Linked DNA regions of Mus musculus: all the other regions are linked to region 1. The links are chromatin contacts, called in public HiChIP or PLAC-seq and promoter capture Hi-C maps. All regions are on one chromosome and are shown on one strand. Each heading gives the region's core, a stretch centred on a gene start, on an enhancer-like site or on the middle of the called end of the contact. The rest is flanking DNA. Distances are from core to core; before and after follow the strand shown.

Region 1 (3,306 bases), core at 386-2,885:
CCAGTAAACTGCACGAAATAACAATTGACACTTAATGTAATTGTCATTGCAAATGAAATTGTCATCCCTTGTGAAATCACTGTGATATAGCCCCAAAACACCAGTAGTGAAATTTATCAAATACTTATATTCATAAACCTCTGAGGCACTTTGTGTGGATGTGTAGAGTCAGATGCAGTTGCGATTTATCCCGGTGTCATTAATAAATTCTCTACAACTGGCATTGTATTTACAATTATTCACTATTACTGAATTCTCTACAACTGGCATTGTATTTACAACTTCGAGTTGGTGATACATTTTCAAATTACAAGAAGGCAAAACATCTTACTTCTCAGATGAACAAGCAGAATTGAAAGCAAGGGCAGATAGGGATCAGACCCACAAAACACAAGAGATGGGAAGCAAAGAGAAAAGGCAAAAATAAACACTGCAGAAACTGGGTTCAGAGGAAGCACCACACAGCACTGTATTGCACCGCACACAGAACAACACAGCACAGCACCACACTGCATCACACCTCGTCCCACCACACACAGCATAACACAGCACCACACTGCACATAGTAGCACATACAGCTCAGCACCGCACCGCACCGCACACAGAACAAAACAACACAACACAACACAACACAACACAACACAACACAGCACAGCACCACACTGTATCACACCTCGTCCCACCACACACAGCATAACACAGCTCTGCACTACACACAGTAACACACACAGCACCACACAGCACATACCTGATTTGCCCGTCCTCCATGTAGGTGGTTTTGTAAAAACCCACAAGGGAACCGTTCAGCCAGCCTTTAAACTCCATGGTCAGCCGATAGACACTGTCCCCACTGGTGGCCGCAAGGTCTTCTGCAGCCTGGATCACCACGTACTCCTGCTTCTTATACTCGAAGCACCGTCGAATTGGTACCTGCTCCCCAGAGGGCCTCCTTAGCTCCGGCAGCTTGGTGATCTTGGTCTCCCTGATGTGGAGCCATAGGTCACGAGTGGGTTTGCTCAAGTTGACAGAGATGGTCACTATTCCCGTGTACCTGTCTTCCTCCATCAGGGCCTTCACCTCCAGGTCGTAGTGAACTGGATTGATGAAGTCAGGCAGCCTGAAGTTTTTCCATTCTCCGCTTTCATCTTCACTGTCAGGGCAGACATTCTGGTCCTGAGGAGGGAGGGCAGTGCTGGCTTCCGGAGGAGGTTGGGAAGGAGCTGGGGTTGTGTCCTGCTCACACGACCTGGTCAAACCCACAGAAAGTCCCACTATTAATCCAACTGCCACCACTACTCCACAGATGATGGCCACGTGTTTGCCTTTAATGCAGTATTTCTTGGAGGGCTCTTCCTCTGCAAAGTTCATTTTCTCCCCCGAAGTCAGATGTTACACATGAAAGGATGTTAAATTTAACTAACTTTCCTTGTCAGCTGACTTCCCTTTTCAATTGGAAGGCGTCCGATCCCTGGCAGCTTGGCTTCGCTTTCCCACACCTCTCCCTCTTCCCGGTCCTGCTCGTCCCCACCGGCCACTCCAGGATGAATGCGGAGACCAAGGAGTAGGATGGAGACGCAGAAGAGAAGCTGACTTGAAGGAGGAGGACTGATGAGAATGTTGGCTCAGCGCTATATAAACAGCGTCTCCCCAGGCCTGCCCCTTCTGAACTGGAGCGAGTTAAATATAAAACAGGGCTTGAGCTTATCGGCCAATACAGCAAAGGGGTGGGGGTTGGGAGAGGTGGAGATGTTGCCAAACCTCTGTCAGCTTCAGAGAAATCACTTGGCAAAGAGGTGTGCTTACGATAGAAAACGCAACCTTTGCCATCAGATCTAGGGCTTCTTCTTGCTGTGTGAGCAGCCGGGCTCTCTCAGCCAAAGGGCTTCTTAAATTTCACTATTTTATTAGGTTGCTTGCCAAAGAAGCTAAGCGTGATTTTTTTGTTGTTTTTTTTTTTTTTTTCTCCTCCTCTTTTCCTTCAAATTATGTAAACATTCCATTTCTGCCCTCTGCGGAAATCATATCTTAGAGTTCGATACTTGGAGGAGTTTCTAAGTTTAAGGATCATTTAGTCAGTCAGTGACAGAGTTACAGGACCAGGTAGTCCAAGGCAGGTAGATGGAAGGCAGAAGGGGAAATGCGAAGCAACTGGCCAGGTCAGGAAAGCCGAAAAAGGGGAAGGAGAGTGAGGGGGGGAGGGGGAACTTTGGAAAGTCTGAGAGTTTGTCCCAAAACGAGAGTATGCTCTGCAAACTTAGGAATAGTATGTCAGCTTTGGAGCAGATAGCAGCTGTAATGGCTGGCCCTACCAGAGAGCCATTAGCAATGATGTCATTGGTAGGGAGTGAAGGTATGCATAGAGGATTACAACTTCTTATGAGTAGCCAAGTTGCAAACACTAGCCATTGCTGACAATGGCAATGCAAACGTAATGTAGCTATGGAGGTTTTGAGAATTATATATAGTATTTTCTATAAGGTACTTTATAGAAACTAGCATACAAATTTTTTCCCACAATCCCATGCAATTGATTCTATTTGGCTGCCTGTTATAGAGATGGTGAAGGACACGCAGCTGGCAGTAGCAGAATTGGTGTCTGAGTTGAAGGGCCATGTAGTTACTGCACTGCACAGATTTTCTTATATAAAGAGAAGGAATATTCAAGATTAAATGATTATTAAAGGCTTAGCATTTTCCAAAGAGCAATTCCCATGGTCTAGGTAAGATAACATTAAAATCTCTGTCTGGGGAGATGGCTTAGTAAGTTTGTGCCTTGCAGCAGGCACGAAGGCCTGAGTTTGGTTACTAGTACCCACATTAAAAAAAAAAAAACAAACAAACGAACAAACAAACAAGCCCAAGTATAATGGTATAAAACTCGGAATGCCAGTGTTGGAGAGGTGTAGGCAACGGGATCATTGAAGCTCACCAACTCCTCAGCCTAGCCCACTTGGCGAGTTAAGAGCAAAGCCAAGATGGTTGTCTGTCTGAGGAATGGCAGCCAAGTTTGTCCATCCTCTGCCTCCACACACATGTAAATGCACACACATACACATACATACCACACACTCACACACACACAATTAGAATCTTCTCTATTGACCTCTTTTTCTTTCTTTCCAAAGTCTTCAAATCCTGACACTGTGAGCTTCCAAGAGAGAACACACACTACAGAATAACTTCCCAGTTTAGTTCATCTGTCAGTTCACTCCCCACACCTGTCTTAATCTTCTGGGTATTTTTTTTTTTTTTGGTGAGTTCTCTATTCGAATTTACTTTTATGTATATGAGTGCTTTGCCTGCATG
Region 2 (3,505 bases), core at 203-2,702, 140 kb after region 1:
AGAGAATTGCACATAAGTTCAAAGGTAACTTGGACTATATAGCTAAGTTCCAGGCCAGCCAGTGCTGCAAGAGGCTGTCTCAATAAGTAAATCTTTAAAGTATCTTCTAAATAGCATAGTGAACATTTCTGGTCCTCGCGCTGATATTGCTATCTGTGGAGAGCTTTTGGGGCCACTTAGCAGGGGTCTGACATTGGGCCATGACAAGGAAGTAAGCTCAGGCAGGACTCTAATTTTAGGCTAAAACAGGGAAGTAAGGTCAGGCAGGAATCTGATTTTTAAGGTAGAACAAAGAAGTAGGCTTTAGGCATGAATATGACTTTGGGCTAGGACAGGGAAGTAGGCTCAGATACCTTGGTCATCCTGATAAGCCCTTAGAAATAGTGATCATGAGAGTGATCATGGGACTTTGTTTATTGCCTTGCTTGTTCCTGGCCTATTTGTGTTTATTGTCTTGCTTGTTCCTCAGCCTAGAACTGATCTTATTACCTGCATGTAATTAAAATGGTATAAAAGCAGTTTGGGAAAAAGAAATAAACCTGCCTCAGTCTCAGAACTGTCTGGGGTCATGCCACAGTGTTGTCTAATTGTCTTTTTTCTTTTTAATCCTCACTCCTGCTCTGGAGAACCTGTTGACCGACTGAGCTGGCTTGGTCAGCTATCCTACCCACTGTTGCATCTTTTCATTTAAGTATTGTCAAAACATAAAATAATACCATCACAGCCTAGAACATTGGGAACCTCAATTGGGGGCCATGGGGGTGGGTCACAGATTTTCATACCAATTTTAGTGTTTGCATACAGTATTGTTTACAAATCATTGGAAATTTTTTCATGTGGAAATATTTATTTTATGTGTGTCTGTTGTGTGCACATGTGTGCAGGTATATAGACTCAGGATGCTACCTGTCAAGGCCAGAGGCTGACACCAGGCATCTTCCTCTAACTGCACTGCAGAGACACGTCTCTCATTGAACCGGAGACTCAGCAGCAAGTCCTAGAATCTGTCTCTGCTCCACAGTGTTAGGGTTCAATAATTGCAGAAGAGTGATACCCCAGACCTAAACAGTATGCAAAAGCCAAGAGCTTTTATTCAGCTGAATTTCCTGCATGCAGGGGTCTCCCCATTTGGAAATGGAGACCCCTAGTGAGCATACAAGCTCAGCTTTTATTGTCAGTTAGGAGAATTCCAGGGACAGGTGTGTGCCCTTTTATTTTGATGAGTTAGCTGCATAGGGATCTGACTGATTCTACAATTGGTTAGGGCTCTAGAGACCTCCCTGGCTGGGGGGGGGGGGGTAGGGGCTGTCATTTATTCATTCTATCTACCTATTCTTACTTCAGACCGGATGACAAGATGTCCTCGGTTTGGCTGCATGCAGCTGTGGCTGACCACAGCTTCCTGGATCCAGGTTCTCATTTCTTGGAAACAGAAACCCAGGCCTAGTCTCTCAAACTGCCAGTTTGCAGCGTATCATGGAGTCAGCCTGGCTCTGGGTAACTCGGTCCTCTGAACAGTACTGCCTTGAGAGGTGAGAGGCATGTGCACCCACACCCAGCCTTCTACACAGATGCTGGGGACTTGAGCCTAGGTTGTCTGGCTTTCACACCACACACTCTTATCCAGCGAGACAACTCTCCAGCTCCATGTACGAAATCTTTAGAAAAAAGGGCTGGGAGATAGCTCAGAGATTAAGAGCACTAAATGCTCTTCTAGAGGTCCTGAGTTCAAATCCCAGCAACCACATGGTGGCTCACAACCATCTGTAATGGGATCAGATGCCCTCTTCTGGTGTGTCTGAAGACTGTTACAGTGTACTTACATATAATAAATAAATAAATCTTTAAAAAAAATCTTTAGAAAAAACCAGAGCTTCCTAGAAAGGGCTCATTATGCAAAATTTGCCCCTTCTTCAAATACACTGGCCTCACTTAGATACAGAAAGAATTGTCTAAGAGCGTAAAGAGATCAACATTTTTAAATGAGATTTGCGGTAATATAAAGAGACCATGCACCCCCAACTTCAAGTGAATTATAATCTTTTACTGTTAGCAGATAACGGGGAAAGGGGCCTAGTATAAACTCCTAAACCTAAGAACAGTGGAAGGAACATTGCCTGTTCCAGGTCTGAGAGAAGCAATCTCCCAAATTCCCGGGAGAAAGCAAAGGGAAGATAAGTATTCATGTCTGTGAAGGAGGCCAGTGAGATTCACTGTCCAGGTATATCCTGTCTTACACACACACACACACACATGCACACAAACACACACACATGCATGCACACACACACTAACAACAGACATAATCCCGTTTTTCAATTTACATATAAGAAAAATTAGGAAGACAATATTGTTGAGATAAAACTATCAAGCTTGGGACTAAAGCCAAGGCATCTAACTCTCTTTCTTTCCCCCAAGCCCTGCCTCGTCTCTCTATCTCTTCCCTCTCTCTCTCTCTGTCTTTCACCTCCTGCATCTCCTCTCCCTCTTCTTTCTCTCTGTCTCTCTCTCTCTCTGTCTCTCTCTCTCTCTCTGTCTCTCTCTCTCATTCTGTCATTTTTTGACATTATACCATATCTTCTCCCCCACCCCCAGGTATGAACCCCTAGTACAATGTTGACCTGCCACTGACCTGCAAGAGTTTGCTCAACTCCCGTTCAATGAGGTGAGGGGTAACTTCAGTACATTAGCTTCCTGGATTTCTGGACTTGTAAACTTGCCTCTACCCATATCACAAACCCCTAAGCCTGGTCTAGTCCATACCTGAATAGATTTTATGTGTTTTCATAGCTGCTGAGAAGTTGTTGGTTTTTTTTGTTTGTTTGTTTTTTGTTTTTTACCATTTAGTTTATGTCATCATAGAATAAGAATCCAACCTTCAGGAGTCCATTCTCTCTTTCTCTCACGTGGGTCCCAGGAATCAAATTCATGTCACCAAGCTTGGTGGCAGGTGCCTTTACCCACTGAGCAACCTCACTAGCAGAGTTTAGTGTTTCAAATGAAGATTTTTCAAACATGAAATGCCAACGTTGATGATTAAAAACAAAAGTTCCCGAACAAGCAAGCACAACGCAAAATGGGTGCCTGCCTTTCATGCCATTTACATGTGCCGGCCCACTCCTCAGGCGCTGAGCCTCTCAGAGCGATGAGCCCCGGGTCCTTGTGGCCATTTTAATTTCTGTTTCATTGGGATTAGCCTGTCTTCGAAGGTTTCCTGTCTCTCGCCGTTTTCATCCTCATCTAATCCATGAAGAGAAGTTGTTTTGCAATCTGACTTCCAGCAGCCGAGGTTGAAAAGATGACCATGCACATTTTTATCAGCAGTGTCAGCAGGTCAGACTTTGCACTGCTATCTGGCGAGAAGAGCTCGCAAACCATTCCCGACTTCCTAACAGCGTTCTTGCCCTCCCCACCTCCCAGGTCATGCATGGCATTAACGGTGCCTACTGTTCTCTTACCTTACATTAACACCAGGGCCTCGACTCTGCCAATGAAACATTAGTGG
Region 3 (3,425 bases), core at 20-2,519, 220 kb after region 1:
ACCGTGAGGGACTCAGGTCTCAGCACCAGAGACAGGCAGTGTGGCAGGGTCTGTGAAGAGAGGAATCAGAGCACTGTGCAGAAGTGGCTTTCACGAGGTAAAGGTGGTTTCACAGCTGGAGCCGGGCAGGAAGCTGGCGAGGGGGCAGGAAGCAGGATATGTGGGCAGGAGTACCCTCTTTGGATGCAAACTGACTTTTCCACATGAGAAAACTTGCCAGTAGGGTTGCTGTGCTGGTGTCTGAGTTTATGTAAGTAAAGCATTCAGTAGTGCTACATGGATATAAGCTGTAAGTATGTTAACATTGATTTTTTTTAAAAAAATGTTTAAATATTTAAAAATTTACCCAGTTGTTTCACATCCTCATAGGCTTCCTATTGCAACTGTGGAAAGTCAGAACGTTCACCTTGGCTCACAGGGAGGACAAAACAATTTCATATCCTGGGATGTTTCCCTCCCTCCCTCCCTCCCTCTGTACTGAGTATAGAACCCAGGATCTTCAGTCGTGCTAGGCAAGCTCTCAACCACTGAGCTACAGCGCTGAATTCCCTTGGTTTGTGCTTGAAAGGGTTTAAAGCCTTTGGGCACGGATAAGCCATAGGTGTCATTTCTTAGGAAATGTTCAATTTTTGGGTTTGGGGTTTGTTTTGTTTTTTTTAGCTTTATTCTTATTGTTTTTATTTATCTTTATGTGTGTCTGTGTAAACGTATGACACGTATGTGCAAGTGTCCACCAAGGCCAGAAGAAGTCAGATCCTCTGAAGCTAGAGTCAAAGGCTGTTGTGAGCTACCCTGTCTTGGTCCTCTGGAGGAGCAGCAGGCTCTCCTAGCTGCTGCACCATCTCCGTAGTCCCCGCCTTATGGTTTTTTCACTAACCCGGAACGTGCTGATATGGCTGGCTTGATTGGCCCCCAAGTCCCGGGGAGCCAAGCACGAGCCTGCCCTTTTCCTGTGTGGTTTTTGAGGCTCAAACCCAGATCTTCATGTCTGCCTGGTAAACACGTTACTGACTGAGCCACCCCTCAGCCCCTTTCTTCTCTTCTCTTCTCTTCTCTTCTCTTCTCTTCTCTTCTCTTCTCTTCTCTTTCCTCTCCCCTCCCCTCCCCTCCCCTTTTCTTTTCTTTTTGTTGTTGTTGTTTTTAAATAAATTTTGTTTATAATACAAGCAGGAATTCCATGTAGAATTTTTATTTGTATATCAAGTGGTCCACTGACAATCTTATCAAGAAAGGAACGTATCACGATGTCTTAGCAGTTGCTTGTACTCAGGGACAGCATTGTCTCGTGTCACATTTTCGGCATGGGTTTAAATGCTAGTTTGGTGACATTGGTGGTACAGTATGTAGAAACATCTTGGGTGCACATTTATCCTGTACCTGTAATTTCCCATCTGTGTCTGAACTGACAGGAAAACAGACGTGTGGCGAGGCTCTGTTGGTTTGAGGGTTTAGTCCACCAGGAAAGCTAGGGGCGACAGGAAACTCGCCAAGTCTAACTCAGAAAGACTGCAAAATCAGTGAAACTTCCATTATTTGAATCGTGATTAAATGTAGAACTCGTTATTATGGAAGTACGGATTTAAAATATCGGAATGGCGTTGCACCCCCTTTAAGACTTTTTAAAAATTATATTGCAAGCTTTAGTTCCTTGTTTCACATTTGATACAGTTTCATCGTGTAACCCAGGCTGGTCTCAATCTTGTGTCTTCCTACTTTAACCTCCTGATATGCAGGGGCTCCTAGCCTGTGCCAGCACTCCTAACGTCTCCCGAGCATCAGGGCCAGCCAGTTAAGAAAGCTTTTGTTTTCTTTTTTATAGTTCAGGAGTTGTTTGGGCAGAATGCAGCCGGCGATGGCTGACTTAGACTGTTTAATATATTCTGAGATCAGATCAGGAATTAGTCTCGTCCTCAGGTCGAATTAAGTTTCCTGTTACAGTCTTTCAGCGTATGTAGACTGAATGTCCTAGGATTGGCTAACAGTGGGTGTTAGTTAGCCGTAGGTGGTACCCATCAGTGCCAACGCTGGGAGTTGTCAGGGCCAGGAGTCGAGGCGGATGTTGCTGCCCTGCTACTCACACTCCCAGAAAACTGGTCTGCAGCCATCACATGGCCTTGCTTCCATTTAATGCCTGTCTCAGGCTTGTTGAGGCCTCTCTTAAGTCCCACCCTGTCTGTTGTGTGTAGGTGGAGAAGTAGGTCAGAGGGAATATTTCAGTGCACAGGTATGCAGGTGGACCTTGCTCTTTCTTCTCAAACCTGTATGTTTGCTCAGTACATGGGGAGTCCTGAGCCATTGCTCCCAGGGGAGATACAGAGGTAGGTTTCTGAGAGTCTCTAGTCAAACACTTGACTGACTGGTCAATGTGTAACCTTATTTTATGTGTGCTTCGGTTAAAGACAACTTGTATATATATCATCTGTTCACTGCCACCAGCTCACTTGACAAAGCAGCTCATTTAATGTGTTTCTTTACAAAATGTGTCTCATCTTTGTGCTTAAGAGGATTATACATTTTACAGCATTTTAGTTTTAGGGGCCATTGTAAGTGAAAATATTGTGACCAGCAAAACCGAGGAAAAGGTACTTACTTTAAGGTAGTACAGAAGTCAAAGGAGGCCAGTCACCATCTTGCTTGACCCCAGTGAGCATGTGCCATCTGGTTGGAGATGGTCCCAGTCTTGAGCCTGACTGCAGTGTGCACATGCACACACATGCAAAACTGCTAAGTTTTTTGTTTGTTTGTTTGGTTGGTTTTGGTTTTTTGAGACAAGGTTTCTCTGTGTAGCCCTGGCTGTCCTGGAACTCACTTTGTAGACCAGGCTGGCCTCAAACTCAGAAATCCGCCTGCCTCTGCCTCCCAAGTGCTGGGATTACAGGGCATGCGCCACCACTGTCCGGCTAAGTGCTGAGTTTTTAAAAGAATATCTTTTACTATTCTTGGACAACTTCGTGCATGTATCCAGTGTAGCTTGGTTATACCCACCCAGAGCGATGACATTTTAAGTCTGATCTTCTCGAGGTGAATTTTTAGCAATGAGGTTTGACTACTCTGGTGGGAAGTACTATCCTAAGTTTAAGTTTTGTGGGACAGAGGGTGGGCCCACAGCAAGGCCCTGAGAAAACAAAAGGTAAAAATCAGGTTCCATCTCCATTTATAATGGCAACCTTCACCTAAAATCCTTTTCCACAGGGTACTAAGAAGGGCAGTCCTCGTCTTCCGTCAAATTTAAATCATTAAAGCCTGCTTTTAAATTCTGGGTTAGGAAACAATTACAGGCAGTAAAAATGAGATGAAAAGAAAACAGTTGTCTTCCTTTCCATGTGGAGCCTGGGAGGTGGCTTAAGTTCTTTGTTGTGCTTTTATGAAGATGGAAGGAACCTGGACTGTGCCTTCTGGAAATGCTTAGTTAGGGACTTGTATCG

Evidence for each region. Promoter capture Hi-C pulls out the DNA fragments that hold promoters and counts their contacts. HiChIP or PLAC-seq counts read pairs in DNA pulled down with a chosen protein or histone mark.
Region 2: a contact with region 1 is called in a promoter capture Hi-C map of liver, with 2.6 times the contacts expected there. The contact joins the enhancer-like site here to the promoter of Enpep in region 1. A contact is called at or near these places in 9 of 39 promoter capture datasets (the 3T3-L1 cell line, the C10 cell line, HPC-7-derived erythroid cells and 6 more), 1 of 15 datasets of contacts at CTCF or cohesin (large pre-B cells), 1 of 115 datasets of contacts at active chromatin or transcription factors (large pre-B cells) and 2 of 9 other capture datasets (adipose tissue and liver).
Region 3: a contact with region 1 is called in an H3K4me3 HiChIP or PLAC-seq map of the 230-238 cell line, with 20 read pairs. The contact joins the enhancer-like site here to the promoter of Enpep in region 1. A contact is called at or near these places in 7 of 39 promoter capture datasets (the C10 cell line, the SN4741 cell line, liver and 3 more), 2 of 115 datasets of contacts at active chromatin or transcription factors (the 230-238 cell line and embryonic stem cells) and 1 of 9 other capture datasets (adipose tissue).

What each region holds. Positions count from the first base shown.
Region 1 is chr3:129,331,114-129,334,419 of GRCm38.p6, forward strand. It overlaps Enpep (glutamyl aminopeptidase), which reads right to left and starts at 1,636. Exons shown (of 20, transcript NM_007934.3): 1 at 749-1,636. The coding sequence starts at 1,368.
Region 2 is chr3:129,468,854-129,472,358 of GRCm38.p6, forward strand. No RefSeq gene overlaps it. Among named protein-coding and RNA genes, the nearest start is that of Gm35787, 47 kb to the left of the region's middle. Within about 2 kb of position 1,453, at least 56 of the 459 cell types and tissues checked have an H3K27ac peak or open chromatin away from gene starts, as enhancers often do. A contact at or near this core is called in liver and pre-B cells, where this site is marked.
Region 3 is chr3:129,552,487-129,555,911 of GRCm38.p6, forward strand. All of the region lies in intron 2 of Elovl6 (ELOVL family member 6, elongation of long chain fatty acids (yeast)), which reads left to right. Among named protein-coding and RNA genes, the nearest start is that of Gm35986, 22 kb to the left of the region's middle. Within about 2 kb of position 1,270, at least 130 of the 459 cell types and tissues checked have an H3K27ac peak or open chromatin away from gene starts, as enhancers often do. A contact at or near this core is called in the 230-238 cell line, embryonic stem cells and pre-B cells, where this site is marked.